Regions from separate parts of the Anas platyrhynchos genome. Here region 1 is linked to region 2. The links are chromatin contacts, called in public Hi-C maps. All regions are on one chromosome and are shown on one strand. The core of a region is the stretch at or near the end of the contact, and the rest is flanking DNA. Distances in the headings are between cores, read along the strand shown.

Region 1 (5,948 bases), core at 1,839-4,338, 52 kb before region 2:
TTCAGCCCTTTGAATCACACAAGCACTGATTCTTCTGACCAGTTTCTAGCAGACAAGTTAAATTGTTCGAACTTGGAGCAGCAAATGAACAGCACTGAATGTAATCTATGCACTGCCAAGAATGGGAAATACTATTGTACGTACCATGAAAAGAGGAGGGCAGGCTGGACAATACCTGGTAGTTCCTCTGGTTTCCCTTGCCAGGCCCCTGGTACTAAGGAAGTTAACCAATTGAAGCACAAAGACAAGTGACTTCTCTTTGCAAATAAGCATGGGAATATAGAAAAAAGCCCCCACACTAATTTTCCAGGAGTGTTGCAAGAGCTACTTAATTAAAAGGTCTACTTAAAGGGCAAAACCCAATTTTGTACGTCTTCCTCAGTAAGAGAGGAACCAAGTATTTTTCAATTTGAGGTTTACATAATGCTGGCTCTCACACAAAAGATGTCAGGAAGAAAAAAACAACAAACTGTAAACCAATCGAACAGCTCACCTGCTAATGTCTTTTCTCCTTGAAGAGCTTCAGCATCTTTTGCATGAGATAATCAATGCCTTAATGATTTGTCTGTTATTTTCCTGTTTCAAAAGCTCTAGTCATCCCAGCAAGGAAAAGACAAACAATCTTATGCAAACAATGCTAGAGCAGGAATGAGAAGTGTGTATATGAATATTGGTAAATTTTTAATGTGAAGGTCTCGCTTTAAATTAAACTTGCAGAAAAATAATTAGTGGGACTAAAGAATTAGTTTATCGAATCTCAGATTAATTTATCAGGTCAAAAGTTAGGTGACAGATGCAATATTCTTTAAACAGTGTTCTGTATGCAATATTCTTATTTCGCTCTGTAAACATTTATGTTTCACCATTTGTACATTTACTCAATGAGATAAGAAAGTTGATACAAATGACTAGGATGCTTTCTAAAATCAGGACTCGGATACAAAGTCCCTGTTCTACATCGTGTCCCGCAGAAAGCCATTGTCTCCTTGTGCAGCCTAGGGCCGTGCTGCCTCCCAGAGAGCCTCAAGTCACTGGAAGACACCTGAGTTTCCCTTGATGCGTGTGGTGCTGACTCTCCACCAGACTTATGCAGGTCTTGTTACCCTTGATATTGTGGAGGGTGACTTTTAAAATGTCCCAGGGCTCCAGCTCAAAGCTTTGCCATGCTCCTGGGTGAGGAACGCCTCAGTGTTAGCTTGCTACCTTAACATCACTTAATTCCAGCCGTGCTGAGGTAAAATTCAAGTACATATTCATATCTAAAATAAACAGCGACTCCTGAAATTGTTCCCATGTTTATTAAGAAAATAAAACATAAAAATCAACCTGCTTCCCGGAGGTTACCTCAGAGGGATGTCTCTTGCCCCTGCTCAGCACCTTTGCTGCCAGGATGTCAGACTCAGTGCGTGCCATGGTTTGGTGGCCATTCTGTCCTGGGAGGGAGGCTCGAGACAGTTTAATCTTTTGCTAATCTTATGTTTCTATAGCAGTCTGTACACTAAGAACATACACGCTACAAACATCCAAATGGGTTATTTTATGTAGCTTATTACTGGCCCTTGACTGAACCATGACCCGTTGGGTTTATGTTAGTCAGCCGTTTTGGAGTGACATCAGATTTGGGGTGACTGATGCCTAATCCCTTATTCTTAAGCACACTGTAGCTGTAAGAAGTCTCAGTGTGAACATGTGGAACAAATTACGAAGGGGACATCAGCGCGCAAAGGCAAACATGGTAGTGTATAACCATTAAATAATTCAGTACAGGAAATTGCACTGACCTGCAAGAATAATCCGAAATGCGAGGAGAGATACACATTTCTGGCTGCAGTTCCACACGCACCCTGAATCAAGCTGGTAGCTTGTCACTGCCTAAGGTCAGATCCTTCCCCTTCTTCCTCTCCTTCTTCCTCCTCTTTTGTTCCTGCTCCCAGCAGCCCAGGCCTACCCTGTCCCTGTGTCACCTCCAGCACTCTTGGGATCCCACAGCACAGCTCTGCTCGCTAGCTCAGAAGGAGCAATCCACTTTCTGTGACTTTGCTGCCTGTTTAGTGAATTGAACTGCAGCAGAGGTCCTAAAAGTGTGAAAATTAGCCAAAGGCACCAGGCAAGGATGAGCAGGCAGAGCAGAGCAGGTGGCATTTCCCCCTTTTAGAGATGGAGAGCGGCTCAATCAGCCAAACCCAGCTGATGGAGCCGAGGGCATACGTAGAAATGGTCTGCAATGTACAATAGCATTGTCTTGAAATTTCTTCGCCTCGGTCATGTGATCAAGAGCTTGATAAAAATTACTCTGCAAATTCTTTTTCTTAAAGATAAGGTCAGATGAGATGGTTGTTTCAATTCCCTTTTGTCTCCAGCTCTGTGAATGTGTACTTTATATGTTTTAGATTGAGTGGAGTTAGGGGGAATTTGCAAGTATTCAGATTAAACTGATGTCTTCTGAATTCGCAGGAGGCAAGTTCAAGCTGTAGTGCTTAAAACCCCAAGGTGTCCTCCCTCCCTGGCCCATCCCACAGATGACACAAAGGCAGATTCAGGTTTGCTCCCTTTGCCATCCACAGATCACTGGGGTCTGTCAGAGATGATAAGACGTTCACTGAAATGACGACACGGGGTTGAACCAAAGGTCCATCTGGTCCAGCGCTCATCTCACAAGTGGCTTTAGCAGTTGTTAGGGAACAGCAGAAAAAGCATACATGAAACTTTGCCTAGCTTTCAATTATTTTTAGCACAGAGAATTTCCTGAGCTGGATAGGGCTGCTGTCTGCTTACTAACCCTCTGTACATTTCTTTTCCAAGTACTTGTCCATTTTTTCCTTGACTCCAAGTCTGTTCTTGTATACCCAGAGCCTCCTTTGCTAATAAATGCTCCCAGTCTCTTGGGGGCTGCGCATAGCACTACCTCCTCCTCTTTGTTTCCAGCCTGATTTGTACCAGGTCCATTTGTTTCCCTCCTAATTTTTGGTTCTGAAACTGTAGCTATGGTCTTGAAATGATGACAGTAATGCTAAGACATGCAATTTTTCCACGCACACGCAGTGTGTGAAGGCGTGCAGGCGGCGAGCGATCCAGGACTTTGGTCCATCCCGGTGTGCTTCATTTATTTATTTTTCTCTCAGAAATGTTGACCGGCGGTGCTCACGACCTGCCACTTGCCTTCCCACCGCCGGGACTGAATTCTGACAGCAAATTCTCCTCAGCCCCCTCAGGGCTTTTCCCCCTCCGCCGCCCGAGGGACAAAGAGGTGAGGCGAGCGGGGGGGGGGGGAGTCCTGTCAGCACCCCACATGGGGCTAATCCTGGGGGGCTGCATCGCCCCCTGAGAGGCCAAACCGGGCTCGGGGGCTCCCCGTGAGTGTGCTGGCAGCCCCCCGGGCCCGTCCCCTTTGCCGTGGGGACGAAGCCGCGGCTCCCCCGCCGTGTGACAGCCGGGGGGGGACGCTGCTGCCTTTGCGTTTTCTCTCCCCGCCCGTGACACAATAACACGGAAAGCGGGGCGGGCTGGGGGTGTGTGTGTGTGTGGGGACTGCCGGGGGGGGAGCCAGGCGAGACGGCGACCTGCCTGTCCCCTGCAGGTGGGGACAGGGGGCTGGGGGCTGCGGGGACCCGGCGCTGAAGCCCGGGTGCTGTGCCCTTAGGCCGGCGGCGATGGAGGAGGGCATGAGCAGCATGCAGCAGAAAGCGGCGGAGCTGGAGCACATGGCCGAGGTCCTGCTCACCGGCGAGCAGCTGCGGTAAGAGGCGCCCTGTCCCCTTCCCCGGTGCCGGGGGGGGGGGCGTCCCCAAAAGGGGGGAGACGGGGGAGGTCCGGCAGCCCAGCACCTGCCCTGCTGCCTGCAGGACCCCGGGGGCCGCTCTGTCAGCGGAGGGGCTCGGGGGGCTGCTGCTGGACACCCCCACCTCGGGGTCACCTTCTGCCGGCAGCCCAGCCTGGGAGAAATGGGCAGTGGGGAGGGGGGAAAACCCAAATCACGAGTCAAGTGCTGCCGCTGCACTTCTGCGGCGGTCCCGCACCACCCCTGCGTTTCTCCGGTGGTCCCGCACCGTCCCTGTCCCTCTGCGGTGGTCCCGCACCATCCCTGGGCTTCTGCGGTGGTCCCGCACTGTCCCTGCACCTCTGCAGTGGTCCCACACCATCCCTGCATTTCTCCGGTGGTCCCACACCACCCCTGCTTTTCTCTGGTGGTCCCATAACACCCATGCCCCACAGGGCTGCTCCCTGCTCCCCCGCTGCCCTGCACCCCAGCGGGTGCAAGGGGATCCCCGCCGGCACCGCCGGCAGCAGCGCTCGGTGCTGCACGCCCGGAGCTGTGCGCAGCACGGAAACTGTTAACAGAAATGCCTGACTCAGTTAATTTGTAATTTCTGTGGTGTGTTTAGTGTGCCATCTGTACCCGTGCACTACGGAGGGGAAAAGAGATGTTCAGCCGTTCGGTTCGCTGGTGCAGCGTCTTGTGATTCAGGAGGAAAAAGCCCGTGGTTATCGTGTGCTGTGTGTGTCACTGGAAAGAGATTGTAAACATATTTTATCAGTAGCTTTTGCTTTGCTTTCCTTTAAATGTTTTGCTCAGGTGCCAGACAAACACTGCAAAACGATAGAAATGCTGCTTGATTTGGAAGGTGCCATCCTTGATCCTAGTGCAGATGCTGTTACTGGTGCTGTCCATGGAAAGCACAACGGGCACCTTGTGGTGCACACCAGTGATACCCGTGGCCAGGCAGTAAGCATCTTTGTGGTCTGGCTCCAGTACACACCAGAGCCTGCTCCAAGCTTCCGATTTTTCATCAAAGTAGCTTGAAATGAAACCTTGGGTGAAAGGATGTATCGGCATGCGGGCTCTGCAGGGTGGACTTGGTGTTGAGTTGTTTGTCAAAGTGCCTGGTAAGAATCCCACTGTTTCTAGTTTATCTCACTAAATGCTGACTGCTCGGTTTTAATACAAAAAACCTGCTAGTAAGGTCAGTTTAAGTCCTTCTGTGTTTCTTGTAGTTAAATATAAAAGCAGAAGCTTTGCAATCTTCCCCTAAGGAGAAGACTGAGGAACTGCAACAAATCTGGCTCCTACAATCAGCTCATTAGCATCACAATCAGGGATGTCATTTGTCACCGTATTTATTAAAGTAATAAAACATGGGGCTATTTTTGGGCAGGATAATCAACAGACACAATTATTCCCCGACCCATGAAGTTACCTGTGGCCATTCCTTCAAAAATACGTAGGAAGTCTCCTTGGACTGTGGTTTCGTGAGCAGCTCATCCCACGCACTGCTGCCAAAAGGGGAGATCTGCTCTCCCCCTTTCCCTTTTCCTGCTGCCCACTCCTGGCTCTGCAGTCCCACCTCCCACACATCGCCAGCTCTCATACTTCTCGCACCTTTCCAGGGGAGGATCTGATGTGGCACCTGGCATGCAGGCTAGTTTGCTGATCTGATGGCTGCCAACATCCACAGAAGATAGGTGGTGGGCATGTGGAGCCAGGAGGAAGGAGAGGAGGTGGTGGAGAAGGAGCAGGATCTCCCATTCTTGAAGGACCGAGCTGTAGGATGCACCCTAAATCATCTCTCTTCCCCTAATTCTGGTTCTGTTCCTCTGTTGGGATGCTCTGTACAAAGGGTTGGTTTTCTTCAGTTTTCCAGACAATAAAAGCTGCAAAATAGAAGAGAAAACTGGCTAGTATGCAAGTCTTAGCTGACCATGTCTTAAAATTCCCCTTTTTCCATCCATAATAAGGCTATAATTGTTAATGGCAAATGAAACCATGGGAGGTTTTCAGGATCAAACACTGGCTATCTCAGAAGCCTCTGGGGCAGACGAACAGATGCTAGAAAACCAACACGCCCATGCACTCAAGGAAACGTTCTGTGCTCTATTCTTAGTGATGCTTGCACGTGCTCGCTAAGCCCTGAGCGGGAGTGATGCGGGGGGACAGGTGATTGCCTGTGCAT
Region 2 (6,112 bases), core at 1,920-4,419:
AAATCCTTTTGTGGATGTAGGCAAGGCTCCAGATCTCTCCTCCTCGATTTCCTTTCTTCAAAAATAGTGATCGTTAGCGAGTGCTGCTTAATAGCACCGCATGCTATATATGTCCGAAGCGATGAGCGCAGCAGCAGCATGTGCCTGCAGTAATGAAGGTGTCAGGACACACGGATGAATTGCTTGCGGTGCTAAATGGGACTTAGCAAAGCCATGTGGCTCGTGGAGGGTGCACAGGCACATGCAGTTCATGAAGCTCCTGTGCCCTGATTATTCCCTGTGTCCCAGAGGCAGAAGGTCCATCTGTGCAGTGTCCCATCTCTGGCAGTGGCCCAGGCAAGCAAGAGACAAGCTTCTCTAGGCTCCTCCGTGAGAGGGACTCACAGTCTGACCCCATATGGCAGCTTCTGTGCCCGAGTGGAGGGCTGAGCCCTGAGCATCACAGCTAGGCTGGCCTCTTCTAAGGAAGTAAGTGTAAGCCACTTCACCTCCCTGGCATGAACATGGTGTCTGAGACCAGAAGCTGCTGCAGGAGATGTCTGGGCTCTTTGAGGCCATTCCTTCCTCACTGGTGTCAAAAGACAGAGGAAGTGCATGCTTAAATCCAGCCTTTTTTGCAAGGCTATCACGCAAGGCTCCTGCTACAAACTCCTAAGGTATTCAGAAGGGGTGAGAGGAAGAAGGAACGTGTTGAGGGGTGTGAAAGAAGGGATGAGATCAAAGAGCACGTTGAGGGCTGCAGATTGGGCACAGCACACTGGGTTCTGCTGCTTTTGGATCGCAGGTGCCGGGCAGAGCTGAGAGCGAGGCCCCGGCGCAGCGCCTGCAGCAGAGGCTGAGGCCGAGTGCCTGTCATGTTTGCCAAGCGTCAGGCTTGGCTGCTGTCTGAGCGCGTATCCGTGGTGTTGTTTATGCATTACTTGTAAATACATCCAGCCCGCCAGCCTTCGTGAGCCAATCTGGGAAGAAATGCAATTTCTAAACGGGGTAAATCCAGGAGGTAGATCCTTCACGGGAACGATCAGCCGCGGGAAGTCATTTCTGTGGAACGTGATCAGAGCTGAGTGAGGACGGGGAGAACGCAGCCAAAACGTCTCCTGCAGCTATTTAGGATCCTGCAGTGCTAACGCAGGGGCTGCTCAGGAGAGCTTGCTGCAGTCCAGCACTGCAGGAGTCAGAGCTCTTCAGGGACCTGGCACAGAGCTCGGGCCAACTGCTGCATTTTACATCACCACTGAGAAACAGCAACAGCAGCCACGCAGACACTGCGGCCAGGCTGCGGTCAGTGGGCACACTCAGTCCCCCAGCAACCTGGGATCTGCTCTCAGCGTCCAAACAGGTTGTAATTAAGACTTCTGCTGGTTACGTTAGAAACGATTTTTGGCCAGGTGCCTGTTCCCAAACCTTGCGTATATGCGTGCAAAGGAGAGGAAGCGGGATGCAGGAAGTGGCTGGGACACCGTGTCTGTGGTGGATAAGACAGAGGAAACGCACAGGTCTCCCTTTTCTGCTGCCCCGTGGCTCTGACGGAGGCAGGCAGGGCGGCCAGCTTCTCGGTGCCGCCTGAGATCGAGGCACAAGGCTCAGGGGAGGGAGGGATGTGAGTCTGGTGAGCACAGCTCCGCGTGGCACACAGTGTGCACCCAGAGGGGCGTCACGCAGCCTGTCGCAGAGTGCTGGAGTGCTTCCACTTCCACTCGACAAAAATGAGTGCTTGCCATTAATCAAGGTGCTCTGAAAGATGCCTTGCAGCTGTGGCTGCTGAGGTTCCTCCTGTGTTACCGACCCTATAAAAGCATTCATGTTGAAGCCACCTGTGTGAAGCCACCTTGCCCCATTTCTGAGTCTGCAACTGGGAGGAAAGAGGTGCAAGTGTTCCTGGTGGGAGGGCACATGTGGCAGACAGGTATACTCAAATTTCAGTCCCACCAAGCAATCACATCTATCCATTTCTTTTTCCAGTGTCCAACAAGCACCATTTTATGGACAGCAACTTGCTCTACCAGTGCAGAATGAATTTCCGCCGGCGGCGGCGGCTGATGGAGCTGCTCACTGAGAAGTCTCGCCTGATGCCAGAAAGCCATGACAGCCCCTTTTGCCTGCGCAAGCAGAACCATGACAACAGAAAACACACCAGTTTTCTCTCAGGTGACTCATCAACTCTACTGCTGTCTGTAGAGTGACTCCATGGGATGCTAAATATCCTTTAGCATCCTTTTTGTGAGAGGGATTTCAGTGTTTATCTGAAAAAAAACAGAGCAGGGTATTGCATATCCCTCTTCACAGGGATTGTGCTTTTACTCAGTTTACCAAATCTTTAGCTCTCTGTGGTGGTTTTTGCTCCTGTATAAATAACAGCTCGCTTGCTGGTCAAAAATTAGTGTCCACGATCCAACAGAATGGATTCAAATCCCCCTAAACCCAGAGTAATTTGCCATATACTCTATGCTGGTTTTGAGAAAAATGAGGGGAAGGGATCCTGCAGTGTTTGCTGTACAGTGCTATCAAGCAGGAAATGAAAGAATAAATGGGAAGTAGAAAAGCTTATTTCTCTGTACTGAAATGCCTCCTAGAAAATCCTGCTATGGGAGCAGTTCAGCTGTCATGTTAGCTGTGGTGTTATACTCACGCAGTGACCCTTCTGTGTACAACACGCTTACCCCTTAGGAAGGTGAAAGCATGGCTTTGTGTCTTAAAGAACCTGGAGAAATGCATCTAATAATGGACACCGGTTCCCTTTCTCCCTGTGTTTTCTCGGGGCGTGCAGTGAGTCCCACCAAGGAGATAAAGATCGTGTCGGCGGTGCGGAGGAGCAGCATGAGCAGCTGTGGCAGCAGCGGGTACTTCAGCAGCAGCCCAACGCTCAGCAGCAGCCCCCCCGTGCTCTGCAACCCCAAATCTGGTAAGCACCAGCATCGCTTCTGATGCACAGGCGACAGGCACGGGCATTTGTCTGGGGACAAGGAGATGTGAGGAATGCCTAACGTCACGTCTAGGTTTATCTTTTCAAGGATAGATTAAAAATTCACAGCACCATGGTTTTTTAAGGCCAGGGGGGAACTGTTAGCATCACCCAGCCTGAAGTCCTGCCGAATGCAAGCCAGACGTCTGCCTCCCATAATCTCTGCACCAAGCCTATAATTGTGGTTGGAGCTGCAATTTATCTCTGAGGAGGACATGCAGGCAGAGACTCAGCTTCGCCTCTGCACTGCCAAGCCCTGGGCCGATGCAAGCCTCCTCCTTGAGACATTCCTTTGGCGTAAGTCATGGGAGGGTTTAACTGTCCAGTGGCCACTGTGAAATAGCACAGCTCAGAAAACAGCAGCATCCAAAACCGGAGGAAGCATTGTTTGAGCCTCTCAAAGACCATTTCAATGTTTTCATTTGTTTAGGTCTTGCACTGGTTTGTTTGGGAAGGTAAAAGCAGTGGTGAAGCTTATTTTCCTTTTGAAAGGATTTCCTATCCCATGCCGGAAGGTTAAACACACCCATTCTTCTACAGCTTGGTTAAAATTGTTTCTTATTGTACATCTGTGGAGGGGAAAACAGACTGGGATGGATGTTGTTTCAGCCTCTCTATTTCCCTCAGAAAGAGCCCTGAAGTTCAAAGTCCATGTTGCCCTTTGTGCTCCTTAATATTTTGGATTTAGTACAAATTCCCAGTTCTGCTCTGGCTAGAGGGGTGTGTACAACTGATGGGCAGGAGGTCAATTTTGGGATTCTTGCTTGTTTGGAGGAGGGGACACCTATGCCATTGTGCAAGGTATGTGAGGGGGTTGCTTTTGCCCTGCACCAGCCTGCTAAAGGGAGGTGGGAAAGCAGTGATCTTGCACAGACGTGAGCACACTCCAAGGAGCTCGCTGCTGTGTCCCTGCTGATGGTGTGGGCAGCATTGTACATCTGTGGAAGGCTTCAGTGGATGACTGTCAGCTTCTCCTTCAAAGGGATGCTGGCATTTCAAGTGACTGCTAGAGAGTGCGTCAAGCACTATGTGAGACTTGTTCAAAACGCTGACAATTCGCTCTGGAGATGAGTAAGTGCATTTCATCCCCGTTGTGCAGAGTGGCCATCAGAAACACAGGTGTAGTTACAGGGACATGCTCTTTCTGCTGTTAGCACATTTCCTTCCCTCTCTTTAGGCTCTGCTGGGAACTGAGGACGAGGGTCTAAATTAAAATCATCTGAAGGACTGAGGGTGGTTGCATGACCAGAAGCATAACCCCATACACTGGACCTGCTGTTCATTTCTGGGGAGCGCTCTCGGTGCTCTTGGTCATTGCACACTCAGAGTACGCTGCTGCTGGGTGCTCAATGTCACCTTCCCACGTGTTTGCCCCTCTATAAAAAGTGCCACAGCATTGTATCTTGGCAAAATATGTGTCAGGTATACTACCTAGAAACACTCTGATAGGTTTGGTGTGGTTAGCCCCTGGCCCCAGTACACCATAATTGCATCCTGGAAAATTTTCTGGGACAGATAAACCAGCATTCATGTGCTGTCCATAAATGTGTGCATTATCTGAAGTATGCCAGGTATTCCATTCATTTATGATTCTGATTATATATGAAGTGTCAACCCATGAGTAGTGAGAACAAGTTTATTTTAATGCAGCTGATTACACAACACTGGAAGAAAAAGGATAGGCTGATGTTGCCCTTCCATAAATTATTGTTGTTTTTTTTTAAATGCAACTTCCCCTAGGGTAATTTCTCCTGTAGCACAGCTACAGATCCACACACCACCTTGAAGAGGTTAACATAAGGCTGTCAGATGTAAATGTTATGGAGGAATTCTCAAACCTCTGCTGGACTATAAAGCGATATTTTCACCAATAGTTTCCTGCTATCCAGAACCAGAGCATGTTGCTGAATTTTATAGTAATAAACAGGAGACAGGCATCTTGTCAGCTGAGTTCTGTTACAGGCAAGGACTTTTAAAACAAACAGGTCATGACTTGACCAGTCATGTAGGAAAACAGTCATCAAACAAAATTTCTGAGGGTATAATGAAGGGTGGCATGCAAGGGAGTCCTGTGTACATGGTTTATCTGATTCTTATTTGTTGACTGAACATAATGATCCAGGTTTTTTAAGTTGAATGGGCATGCTCTGAAAAGAGTAACTCTGGCTAAATGACTGCTTGTCAAAATCCACGGGAAAGAAAAAAAATACTTATTGGTTTGTGTGCTAGAATTCTTTCCGCTCCCAGGAGTGTCATTAAGAAATTCATGAATGTTTCAGAATACCATCTGGGAGAAATTTTGTATTCCACCTGTGACTTAAAAGGCAGACATCACGAAAATCATTTATCACTAAAGGAAAAGCAGTCATAATTTGAAAGGTGAAGCAGGCAAATGTAGTGAAGAACATACAGGTTTACATTGCCCTCTGTATTGTAAAGCATTGACAGACAGAAAAACCCAGTGTGCAGAATGGTATCAATCTGATTTGACAGAACATTGCATTTACTTTGTTCAGGGAAAAATGAACTCATAATACAGAAAAGTAGCAGGGAACCTCTGAATATGAGGGCATTAGATATCTGTGCTTACAATTGCAGAAACCTCTTTGTTGGGATAATACCTGAACCAAACAGCAGCAATGTTGCATGACTACGCCAACATTCCCTGCCTTCTTGCAGGGAAAATCAGCTCCCATCTCCAAGCAAAAAAAAAAAAAATAAAATAAATGGTGGAAGAGGTGGGGATTCAGAAATGACAAAGACTCACTTCTTGGGTTGGGAAATGGAGGAAAGGTTACCAAGCTTTCCTGTACGTAATATAACCTTTCTTCAGAATTTTCTTCTTACTGAATTCTGGGATTCCAAACTGAGTCAGATGAAATAGCTGAAAGCATACAATGTGCAGGGGGAGCCTGCAAGAAAAGCTGCTTCCTGCCAGGGAGGTTGGCCACTTGCATTGGACACAGGAACAGCCATTTCTGAAGTTCGTGGTAGTGTTTAGGGGATGCCAATTGCAGACATTGAAGTCTGTTAGCTTAACAACCCATTTTTCTGAAGGTCTCATCATTGGTGCTCAGTTACTCTGCAGTCTTTTCTTTGGCTCTTCTGCTACTTTCAAGCAAGACTTGAAAGACTATATGGGATTTGGGA

Evidence for each region. A called contact is a pair of places that touch in the nucleus more often than the background predicts.
Region 1: a Hi-C map of subcutaneous adipose tissue shows a contact between it and region 2, with 1.9 times the contacts expected there. The contact joins the promoter of DEPTOR here to the enhancer-like site in region 2. A contact is called at or near these places in 4 of 8 Hi-C or Micro-C datasets (liver, skeletal muscle, small yellow follicle and 1 more).

The regions. Positions count from the first base shown.
Region 1 is chr2:13,424,147-13,430,094 of IASCAAS_PekinDuck_T2T, reverse strand. DEPTOR (DEP domain containing MTOR interacting protein) reads left to right here and starts at 3,088. Exons shown (of 10, transcript XM_027452647.3): 1 at 3,088-3,247; 2 at 3,641-3,736. The coding sequence starts at 3,651.
Region 2 is chr2:13,371,933-13,378,044 of IASCAAS_PekinDuck_T2T, reverse strand. It overlaps DEPTOR (DEP domain containing MTOR interacting protein), which reads left to right. Exons shown (of 10, transcript XM_027452647.3): 6 at 1,963-2,148; 7 at 2,768-2,902. Among named protein-coding and RNA genes, the nearest start is that of COL14A1, 42 kb to the right of the region's middle. Within about 2 kb of position 3,169, at least 8 of the 8 cell types and tissues checked have an H3K27ac peak or open chromatin away from gene starts, as enhancers often do. A contact at or near this core is called in small yellow follicle and subcutaneous adipose tissue, where this site is marked.